Linked DNA regions of Mus musculus: all the other regions are linked to region 1. A link is a contact called in public HiChIP or PLAC-seq and promoter capture Hi-C data. All regions are on one chromosome and are shown on one strand. The core of a region is the stretch at or near the end of the contact, and the rest is flanking DNA. Distances in the headings are between cores, read along the strand shown.

Region 1 (3,578 bases), core at 558-3,057:
GAATGGGGTCCTATGAATGTCCCTGTTCCTCCCAACATCAAAATTACCAGAGGTAGTAGTCAGCATTTCTCCTGATAAGCAAAAGAGGAGTTGGACATCACTTCCTGGTACCCATGGGGCAGGTGAATATCTTTCCTCATGTATATGGTCTATTTCCTACCTAATGTCTGAGAGCAGCCTGATTTATAGCCTCCCCCCCATTCAGAGACCAGGGTAAAGGAGCTGGGGGGAAGGCTTAACTGAAAATGTGCCTGCCATGCGAACATGGGAACCTGAGTTTGGAGCTTCTGCATCCAGGAAAAACTGGGCTTGGTGGCAGGTGTCCCGAACTCCAGCACTGGGAGTGGAAGTGGGGTAGGGATGGAATGAAGATTTGACCTTAAAATGCATCAGCTGGCCAGCCAATGTAAATCTAGATGAGCTCCAGGTTCCGTGAGTCTAGATGCTATCTCAGAAGACAAAGTAGAGGACCAGTAAGATGGCTCTCTTACAGCCCAGGCCTGGGGGCTGGAGTGTGGTCCTGGAACTCAAGTGACAGAAGGAGAGAACTGACTCCTGCAAGTCTACCTTCATACCTGTGCTGTTACATGCTCATGAGTGGCTGCATGCGTACGATGAAACAAACAAACAAACAAACAAATAAATACAATGTAATAAAAAGGATAAGATGAGAGCAGCTGACATTGGCCTCTGGCCTTCACATGCAAGTATGCGTACATGCGTATATACATATATTCATATATAAGTACCAAACACAGGAGCACACTCAGCACTCCCCTTCCACACACAATAGGCGTAAGCCAGATGTGTTGGCTCAAGCCTATAATCCTAGCACTTTGGAGGCTAAGGCAGGAAATGGTGAGCTGGAGGCCAACATCCCCAAATCAACGACATACATTTACAGCAGGCATTGTTGGTGTTTTTGGAGATTCTGCTCTCTGACCCCTAGACCATGTTGTCCTCTTTCTTCCTTCCTTCCTTCCTTCCTTCCTTTCTTTCTTTCTTTCTTTCTTTCTTTCTTTTTCTTTCTTTTTTTTCTTGGTTTTTCGAGACAGGTTTCTCTGTATAGAGAAACCTGTGTAGCCCTGGCTGTCCTGGAACTCACTCTGTAGACCAGGCTGGCCTCAAACTCAGAAATCCGCCTGCCTCTGCCTCCCAAGTGCTGGGATTAAAGGTGTGCGCCACCACACCCTGGCTACAAGTTCTCACTTTTAACAATGCCATAACATAAAGATCTAGGTCCCTTCCCTTATTTGATTTTAAATTTACTGAAGGCACTAAAAAAAAAATAGCTAGATCTATGCTTCATTTGGCCCTCATCTCCTGCCCCGCCGTGAGCAGCTGTGGAGGAGGGGCACCACCATTTTGCAGTCCCAGGGATTAAGTGTCTGAAGAACCTCATGTTTTCCTTGCCTTTCCATTTCTGAGGAGAAATGATGGGAATGGCCCTGCTCACCTCCTCCTCCAACACCAGGCAATTTGTCTGATGGGTGAAACTGTCTGAAGTCAGGAGCTGATGCCAGGAAATGCCTTCACAAAAGGGCATGGAGTCTATCCTCACCATCCACCGCGATGTTTATATTAGACTAGCCAACGTGAGGAGGCGGTGCGTCTGTCTGCCTTCAGAGTCCCTCCTATAGCAATTGCATCTTTCCAAATCCAAACCCCTTACCTGAGGTCGTGGGCGAAGGCCTGGGGAGAGCTGTTGGTCAAACAACCTCTGCAGAGACTCCAGGGATGGCAGAGTCCTGATGACTTCCCTGGGAGCAGAGGTTCAAGGTAAAGTTCAACAACTAGTGGGAACTAGAAACACTCCAGGCAATTCAGGTCCTAACAGCAGATAGGCCACACCCCAGTGGTGAATCCTGTAACCCTTCCCTGAAGGACAAGCCCCGGCAAAGATCAGTTGGCCCGTCATCCTGGCCCAGACCCCGACCCTTTTCAATCTGTATCCTTTTCAATCTGTATCTGAGCATAATCCATTTAGCACTGTGTAGCCTATAGAATCTGTTTTCAATCTGGAAACGCAAACTGCTATAAAATTACTAAGGAGCATGCTTCTTAACCTTCAGTGTTTGTAGGACACACACAAATGCAAATGCATGGGTTTCACCAAGATTTGGTCTGGAGAGCTAAATATTTTATTTATTTACTTATTTATTTGTGTGTGTGTGTGTGTGGTGTGTGTGTGTGTGTGTGTGTGTGTGTGTGGTGTGGATGTATGTGTGTGCACATGCAGGTAGGGGTTTGAGGTTGACATTAGGTGCCTTTCTCCATCACACTTTATGTTATGGAGGTAGGGTTTCTTGATGAACCCAGAGCTGGCCAGTTCAGCTAGTCTGTCCAGCCCAGATCACTTCTGAGATTCTAAGTCTCCAGGGATTCCCTGTCTTTGCTTCCAGCAAGCATGCTAGTATCATAGGCAAGCCACCATGTCCAGCCAGCCTTTATATTGGGGATCTGAACCCTGGTCCTTAGGCTTGTGCAGCTAGAATTTTGCCCACTGAGCCATCCCCCCAGCCTCCTGGAAAGCACATTGAAAACATGCAACAATGAATAACACTAAATGTTACTCATTAGCAGTATATAGTATATATATATATACACACACACATATATACACATATGTATAATAATGATAAAGAATACAAGATAAGAATTTGAGTGGGTAGAGGGGATTTGGGAGGAGTTGGGGGGGAGTATTGGCCGTGTGGTGATTTAAATACAGTAGTCACATAGGAAATTCTTTTTAAAATGATAAAGGAAGCTGGAAGTGATGGCTGATGCCTTTAAATCCCAGCACTCAGGAGGCAGAGGCAGAGAGGCAGAGAGGGGCAGAGAGAGAGGCAGAGAGGGGAAGAGAGAGGGGCAGAGAGGGGCAGAGAGGGGCAGAGAGAGGCAGAGAGAGGCAGCGAGGGGCAGAGAGAGAGAGAGAGGCAGAGAGAGAGAGAGAGAGAGGCAGAGAGAGGCAGAGAGAGAGAGAGGCAGAGAGGCAGAGAGGCAGAGGATCTCCGAGTTCCAGGACAGCCAGGACCACACAGAGAAACCCTGTCTTGGGGGTAGGGGAAAGATAAAATAAAACAATAATCCAAATTTGGGGTGCTGGGTGGGGTTCCCTGTGTTCAGATTCAGCTCTCCTGGCAGCTAAAGAGTGTCAAGCCTATTGATAGTTTCAGAACTAGTTTTTATGGATTCTCTATTTCTCTTTCTGTTATTGTCAGAAAGCCTTTAAAGCATAGTGGGGAATTTTAAGTTTGGGTTTTCATTCATATACATATATGAATATATATCCCTAAAACAAAACAAAACAAAACAAAAAACAAAACTGTCCTTGTTTTTACATATTTAACATTGTAAAGTTTTCAAAATAAGCTGCCAAGAGATCTTCCCAAATCAATGTCTAGAAGTTTGGGTTACTCTGAGATCTTTGCTATTATAAATAGTGTTCTGAACACAGTTGTTCCTATAGTCTTTCCTTTCTTATTTCCAATTATAAAACTGGGAGAGTCATGATTGAGGCTTTATTCCAACATTAACATGTCTGGTGACAGCACTGGTGGCCAGGCTGCCTGTGCTGC
Region 2 (3,968 bases), core at 1-2,500, 330 kb before region 1:
GAGAAACCCTGCTCTCTGGCTTGTTCCCTCTGGGTCACTCAGTTTGTTTTTTATACAACCCAGGTCCACCTTCCCAAGGTTGGCACCACCCATAGTGGGCTGGGTCCTCCCACATTAATCATTCATCAAGAAAATGTCCCCACACTTGCCTCCAGGCCAATCTTATAGAGGTATTCTCTCAGCATCTGTTCCCTCTTTCCATGTGACCCTAGCTTGTGTCCCGTTTACAAACAAAACAAAATAAAGTACAAAAACAAACAACCTACCAAGAAAAAAAAAAAGTAATCAAAACCTAACTAACAAGCACATGGGTGTAAGGGGATATAGCTGCCCAGAGGGAAGCCACCTATGCCTGTGGATCTTGGCTTACAGTGTTGAGTTTTGGTCAGGGAATAAAAGTTTAAGGTATAGCTGTGATTTTTAAATAGGAGGATAAAGTACCATAAGACAGAAAGAGATATGGCCAGGAAAGCAAAGTGAAGGGGAGGTTGCTAAAAAGCAAAGTGGTCCTCCACCTGGAGTACTGAGAGCTGTGTACTCTCCCAGTCCATTTCCTGGCCCAGACCCCTTATTCCTAGCCAATGGTCATCTCCAGTCCTTTCCTCCCAACACTTCCTCAGCGTTCTAGCCACACCAGCCTCCCTCAAATGTTCCAAAGACAAATCCCTTGGACTGATGGTCACTTGGACTCTGCCACCCTCAACCCCCATCACCCTCCATCTTTATTCCTGTTCTCCATCTCTTAAACTCTCAGCTGAAATAAAAATTAGATTTCACCTGTTTCCTTCATTCACATCCTGATAGAGGTTGGAGGAGACGAGGGAGATACAAATGGGGTCTGTGCAAAGGATGGGAAGTAACCTATCCGAAGAGCTCCAGCAGGACAGACAGTTTTGTGTGCATACATGCTTGCATGGTTATATATAAACTACTTAAGGTGGATTGAAGGCGATGTAAGAAGGTTCACAGAACGTAGAGCATTTTCACAAGTTTTGTATCAGAGATATACTTTGAAGAGGAAAAACTGTTTTAAGGTTCTTTTGTTATCCTAGAGCAGAGACTATATAAATACATACTCCACTTAAATGGTGAAAGCTCTAACAGAATGTGGCTCCAACGCTTTTTGCAGGCAGCAATAAATACAAATTTTAACTTGTAAGCCGTCTGGAAAAAGAGCAGTATAACTACCCATAAATCTCCGCGTGGCGCGACGCACCCTGGGAAGTGTAGTCGCATCTGGGGTGGGGGTGGGTGGTTGGAAATCACTTTCCAGAGACACGGCCTCCTCGGCATGGCGGTGCCCGTTCGGAGCGAGTTCGTTTACTCTGTGCTGTGGCCGGGGCGGGGGTCTGGGCTATAGGCAGTAAGTGGGGCTGGGGAACTGGGCGCAGGGAGGGACGAGGGCAGCGTAGGGACGACGCCGGCGGCCTGGGGAGAGACGCCGGGCCTCTGCTGGCAGCGCGTCAGGGGTCGGGCCGCGGGGACGCGCGCCTGGTCGCGCTCCTGGGCGCTGGGCGGCTTGGTGGGCGGCAAGGCCTCTGGAGCGGCGTGACGGGAAGCCAGCCCGCGAGCTAGCTCGAGGCCTGCCTCGCGAGTTCCATTTCTTGAGCTTTTGTTCAGAGGACTGTGTTGGGAAGGAAGAAAACTGCATTTTGGCCATTCCTATCACTTAAGAGAGTGTTCTCAGCGTTTTACCCCAAATGTCCCTTCCCCACACAAGAAACAGAACAGATTCCCGCAGGTCCCCACTTCTGCAGTTGGATTCCTGGGTATGTTTTGGAAGGCCATTGGACTCCATGGCTCTAATGACCAGAGTTTTTCTTCCTCAAGGTACTTACTCCTGGCTCTCTAGTTTAGGGCCAAAGTGCTGAAACTACTGTCAAGATTAATGTGATAGGGTTAAGTCACTGAAACGCTGTGATCTGGTACTGTGTATGAAGGGATGGGGGAAGCTGAGATTTCATAATTGATGAAGGCTCCTCCCCTTCTCTCCCCCCCCCCCTCATTTAGTGATGTGGAATCCAAGAATAGTTATCGGTTCTTGTGGGTCAAGCCCTTTGTACTCAGTAACCTTTCTTTTGTCATGTGACTGGTTTAATTTACCTATGAAAAATACGCAGCCCCATTTTACATAGAAGTAAATGTTAGCTAAAATAACTTGTCCAGGATCACACAGGTTAATCAGGACCCCGTGTAGGTAGGAAAGACAAGTCAGGTCTCGCTTTCTCCAAAACACAAACTACTGTGTTTTCTGAAGAACGATTTAACAAAACAGCTACGCTCGAATAATAAGAGAAAATTGGGGGTGGAGGTACATTTAAAGAATGGAAACATTTATGTAACATATTTTCTTTAAAGGATAGCGTTTAGTTCCACCATGTTTGGGAACCTATTTGAAGAGGATTATTCCAGTGTGTCAAGTAGTCAGTATGGAAGAGGGAAGAAATTAAAGACTAAAGGTTTGGAGCCGCCTGCCCCTAGAGAATTCACCAATTTAAGTGGAATCAGAAATCAGGGTGGAACCTGTTACCTCAGCTCCCTTCTTCAGACGCTTCATTTCACACCTGAATTCAGAGGTATGCTATGTGACATGCATTTGAATAATATGTACCGTGGGCTTTATATGTAATTAGTTATGAAAAAAACATAAAAGAAAACGAATCTTAAGGTGGATTCAACAATATGTGTTTCATTGTTGCAAAGAAAGACATATATTTGCCGTTCTCTGAAGAAAATTATGAAGCTTACCATTTAAAAAATCTATTCTGTGTAGTGATGTAGTGTTTCATAACAACAGCAGCAAAAACAAGGCAAGGTATTTCTAATTCCCATAATTTGAAATACAACATAAAGAGAATTCTCTCATCTTTCTCCAGAGTAACGGTCACTTAAGACAGGGTTACACATGCAGCTTGACTTCTGCAGTGGGAAAAGTTGTCACATTATTTATACACATCCATAGTTACATATCTGCATTTCTGAGATTCAGAGAACTCTGATTCTGAGCTGATCTGTACTGAATTTGTTTGGCCTCAGAAGCTAACCTGGCTGAGGCTTCTTGGGAGTTTTAGTTCTCTCAGGAGTATGAACACTAATATATTCACAACAGGAATGTTAATCTGTTTAGTTAGCATTGTCTGCCCCAGACCTTGATAGGAATGAAAAATAGTGTACAGACACCTCCTTCATCACTCAAAAACCTGGAAATTATGAATTTCAAAGACCCAAAGGAATTGAAGTAAGGAGCTTTGTAAAGGAAACAGAAACAAAAACCTACACAGATTAGCTGTATTAGACGGCTGTGGTGAGTTACCGAGATGACAGACTATTTCTCCAGAAACCACATGCTGGAAGCCAGGCAGTCTTCACCAAAGCCTTTATTTCTTGCCTATTTCTCAACATGTTTGTCCCATTCCCATCTCTACACTCCAGCTTCCTTCATTGGCATCTCTGTGTCCTTTGATTCCAGCATGAGCCTTGTTTGACCTGTGCATGATCCGGATTGGGGGGGGGGCGGTGTCCAAATATTCATGAATATGTAGCTCATGTCTATTCTGACGACAGTCTGGTTTGGCTTGTACTTAAATGCCGAGTTCTCACTACCACACCGTTTATCAGATCTCTGGAATGTTCTGTTTCTCTGAGCTAGACTTATTTTTCTAGCGATTTAGGACATATTTACTGTTGTCCACATCTAGTGTGCCATTCTAATGCAGTGAACTGACAGATTTCAGAGTGGTATCTTGTGTCCTTGACCTCAGCCTCTATATAAAGTTGCCTCCTGATAGTAATTCTACTCTTCAGAATTTTCAGCATTACTAAGCAGTAATGAAGAAGGATATAGACCTTCCAGGTTTTAATAGGGTTGAAGTTAAAAGGCAACTTAAAGTAAAGGCAACTTAAAGTAAAAAAAAAAAAAAAAAGAAAAAAAAAGAAAAAAAATAGCCTTAAGAACAGACTTGAGAGCA
Region 3 (3,693 bases), core at 188-2,687, 460 kb after region 1:
TGATTTGTTCCAATAGGAGAAGAAGGGAGGAAGGGCTGCAGGTATGAAGCTAGGTATTGCAGGGCCTATGACAGGAGACCAATGGATCTCTATCCTGCTGGACTCTGCTAATAAGCAAGGTGGAGAAGACATCAGGTCTTTTCTCAAGAAGCAGAGCTCACTCAGCCACCATGAAAACCTAAGGAAGAGCTGGCTGTACAACTGGAATCCCCATCCCAGTACTTCCTGAGTCTGCACCTCTGAACTCACTGTATTGAAAACCTGCAGCTTCACCACCTATCAGTGAGTCCACTTTCCCTTCACAGCTCATGCTCAGCATTTTACACAGTACCTCTAAGTATTGCAGAGCGTGATGTGGTCCTTCCGGTCCTAACCACTACAGAGGTGAGATCGATGGCTCAGACTGGAGGACTTTTGTACTGTCAAACAGCTGGTGGGCTTAAAACTAAAAATGTAGGCCTTTGAATGATAAACCAGATTTGATCACTACAAACCATAGAGAGGAGGGAGCACTGCAATCTACCCAGGGATACAATTCTTGTGAAACACTAACTTAAGTGGGGCTAGATGAAAACGAAAATTACTTTTAAATGCTAAAAGATTTAATCGTTAGGAGGGGAATGTTCTCACCCCCCCATCCCCCACCCCAACACATATTTCTTCTCTGTACTTCCCAACTGTTCGCTGCGGGAATTGGAGATGAATGCAGGGGTGGGCAGCCACTAAGAGTTGAAAGACAGGGACGGGGTGGGGGATGAAGGGAGGGTGGTGGTCGGGGAGGAAGCAGGAAGAATCTCAGATGAAAAGCATTCCGTACTCGAGAGGCCACAGTACTCAGCGCGGCTGCCCCATTACCTCATCGCAGCTGCCCAACTCTACGACACGGGCTCTGTTACCGTCCCCGCTTGCAGAAGACAAAATCGAGGCTCGGAAGGGAGAGGTGACCTTCCCAGGACGCCGAGCGAGTGCGGGAGGGAAGCCGCGTTCAGAGAGAAGGCAGCAAGGCTGCGGAAACACCCGAAGCGCTGAGGTCCCGCCCCTCCACGCCGCCGGCAGCCCGCACCCACCAGGGCGGGGCGTCCGAAAATCTCCTTCCGGGCGGCGCGGCCTCCCCTCCCCCGGCCCGTGCCGCGCCGGGGTCCAGCGGCTCAGGGGTCCCGGCGACCTCGGCCGCGCTCTCCCGGCCCCGTCGGGCCCGCGGGCGCAGGAAGGCTCGGGCTGCGGCGGCCCGGGAGCGAGCGGCTCGGCTGAGGGCGCGCCCGGCCCCGGCGGGAGCGGTCCCGGGGGACGGTTGGGGGAAGGGGCCCCGGGGTCGGCCACGCGCCACTCACGCGTCGAACTTGTTGTTCATCCTCTTGCCGCCGCTGTCGCCACTGCCTCACGGAGTGACTTCCGCTCTACCGGGTCCCATCGCTAAGGGCCCGGCTACTTCCGGTTGGCTGGCGAGGCGCTCAGCGGAACGTCAGTGCTCAGGCCTTGGGCGGGGCCTCTTTCCCGGACGGGTGGCCCGGGACGACAGCGCTTGTTCCGACCGGGGCTGTCTTGGTGTGGCTGCTTGCACTGAGCATTGTCTACGCAGGCTGCCGGCCATCCACTTTAACCTCCCCGTGGATTCCAGGGGGAAAATGTCAGGCATAGTAACCTTTAGTAAATGGTATTCTCTGGCAGTTGATCCTTTGCTCTTGGTGTTTGGAGAGGACGAGAGAGCACTACAAACAAACTTGCAATTCTGGCTCTTGGGAAATGGCAGCAGGAAGATCCAGACCTGCCTAACCAACATAGTGAGTTCGAGGACAGCCTGGGATACATTAAGACCTTCCCTATATATTGGGTGAAGTGGGGGGTGGGGGGAGTCGAACCAGGGTGACAAACTTACTGAGGACCGAGATGGTCTCACTCATCATTGCCTCCTCAACTGAAGTCATTGTCCCCACACTCCTAAGGACTGTCCAAAACCACATCACATACACAGGAATAAATTCCCTAGTTGGTGATGTAACTCCAGAGCTATGAGGCACGCATTTTCCTGACCCATCTGCTGAACATATTACATTGTTAGATGTTTATTTTTAATCACCAGAGAGGAGGGGTAGAAATTGATGTTCGTGCCTGTATTTACAGGTGAGGAAAGTGTCCCAGGACTGGCCCGTGGTTGTCCCCTGGTCACTCAGCAAGGTCACGCTTTTTCTCCTCAGGAAGACCTCAGGGGATCATCCTATTGCCTGGCATGTAAGGGAGGCTGAGGAAGCTCTCCTGTCACACCCAGCCCAGTGGCTTTGGGCCTAGCCTTGCAAGTACTCTGGCTTTTGAGAAGAGAGAGGACGAAAGGAATTTGCAGGGCTAGGAGTCTTTCTTACAGTGTCTGAGATTGGATCAGAGATGGAAATTTGAACCCTATAAAGGAGTGTTCTAGAGAGTTCCTCTTACTCTGGACCCCAGCTTGCTCATGTGAAATGTGGGTCAGGTGAACAGGGCCTTTTTTTTTTTTTTCCGAGACACGGTTTCTCTGTGTAGCCCTGGCTGTCCTGGAACTCACTCTGTAGACCAGGCTGGCCTCGAACTCAGAAATTCACCTGCCTCTGCCTCCCAAGTGCTGGGATTAAAGGCGTGTGCCACCACTGCCTGGCTTTGTTTGTTTTTTATTTTATTTTATTTTATTTTATTTTGAACAGTGCCTCTTGACTATCCATACTGTGAAGAATTTCTAACAATGGGGGGGGGGGAGATAGTAAAACTCAAGAAATCCTTTGTGATCAGTGGGGGTGGGAGGAAGTATTACATTAGACGAATGGGACGTACTGCTGAAGGTACACATTTGTGCTGTGGCATCTAGAAGAACCTTGCTAGTTAAAATGGGTTACACTTTTAAAAATTCTAGACCTCATAAAAGCCAAGACTCTGTACTTAGATCCCACACCCCTATCTCCATAAAAAAAAGGCTTTTTTTTTTCTATCTTGTGTATATGGGTGTTCTGTCTGTGCATATGTCTGCACTATATGCATGGGCGTTTTGCAAAGCCAGAGGAGGGTGTTGGATCGCCTGCAACTGGAGTAACAGATGCTACATGGGTGCTGGAAACCAACCCAGATCCCCGGGAAAGTAGCCAGTGTTCCTAACCACTGAACTATCTCCACCCTCACCCCCATCCTTTTTTGAGACAGGATCTCACCATGTACACTGACCTCAAACAGATGGATTTGTCTCTGCCTCCCTAGTGCTAGGACTAAAGGCCCCACCACGTCCAGTTCATGTTCTCTGCAGTTAAGAGAGTTCCCCACATCCCTTACGAACCTTCTAGAGAAAGTTCACATAGGGAAGATGTTGGAGCTGGGAAAACAGCTCAGTGGTTAAGAACACTTGCTGCTTTTATAGAGGACATGAGCAACCCACTGTCTGGTTGCTCATGACCACCTATAACTCCAACTCTAGGGTTCTGACATCCTCTGCCAACTTCCAACAGGCATGCTCACTCATGTGCACATAACCCACTCCCAATATATACATACACACATATGTACGTACATACATACATATAGTTAGAAATAATAGAAATAAATCTTACAAAATGGCAGGAGGAAATTTTCTCAGGCCTCAAAGGGTAAAACCTTGCCCAGTCAATGACATCAGGAAAGGCAGAGCTCTTAGGGCTTCAAAGTGACCTATCAGAACTGCTCAAAGTCATGTGACCATAC

What was found. Promoter capture Hi-C pulls out the DNA fragments that hold promoters and counts their contacts. HiChIP or PLAC-seq counts read pairs in DNA pulled down with a chosen protein or histone mark.
Region 2: a promoter capture Hi-C map of embryonic stem cells shows a contact between it and region 1, with 2.3 times the contacts expected there. The contact joins the promoter of Usp40 here to the enhancer-like site in region 1. A contact is called at or near these places in 2 of 39 promoter capture datasets (embryonic stem cells and pre-B cells), 1 of 115 datasets of contacts at active chromatin or transcription factors (embryonic stem cells) and 1 of 9 other capture datasets (liver).
Region 3: a contact with region 1 is called in an H3K27ac HiChIP or PLAC-seq map of embryonic stem cells, with 9 read pairs. The contact joins the promoter of Eif4e2 here to the enhancer-like site in region 1. A contact is called at or near these places in 2 of 484 Hi-C or Micro-C datasets (both in embryonic stem cells), 8 of 115 datasets of contacts at active chromatin or transcription factors (the 230-238 cell line, effector CD8 T cells, embryonic stem cells and 2 more) and 2 of 9 other capture datasets (adipose tissue and pancreatic islet).

Annotation. Positions count from the first base shown.
Region 1 is chr1:87,674,465-87,678,042 of GRCm38.p6, reverse strand. Inpp5d (inositol polyphosphate-5-phosphatase D) reads right to left here. Exons shown (of 27, transcript NM_010566.3): 6 at 1,673-1,760. Among named protein-coding and RNA genes, the nearest start is that of Gm33470, 49 kb to the left of the region's middle. Within about 2 kb of position 1,807, at least 14 of the 459 cell types and tissues checked have an H3K27ac peak or open chromatin away from gene starts, as enhancers often do. A contact at or near this core is called in embryonic stem cells, where this site is marked.
Region 2 is chr1:88,005,833-88,009,800 of GRCm38.p6, reverse strand. Usp40 (ubiquitin specific peptidase 40) reads left to right here and starts at 1,250. Exons shown (of 32, transcript NM_001198573.1): 1 at 1,250-1,363; 2 at 2,359-2,576. The coding sequence starts at 2,378.
Region 3 is chr1:87,211,658-87,215,350 of GRCm38.p6, reverse strand. It overlaps Eif4e2 (eukaryotic translation initiation factor 4E member 2), which reads right to left and starts at 1,437. Exons shown (of 7, transcript NM_001039170.1): 1 at 1,332-1,437. The coding sequence starts at 1,351. Chrng (cholinergic receptor, nicotinic, gamma polypeptide) reads right to left here. Exons shown (of 12, transcript NM_009604.3): 12 at 3,516-3,693.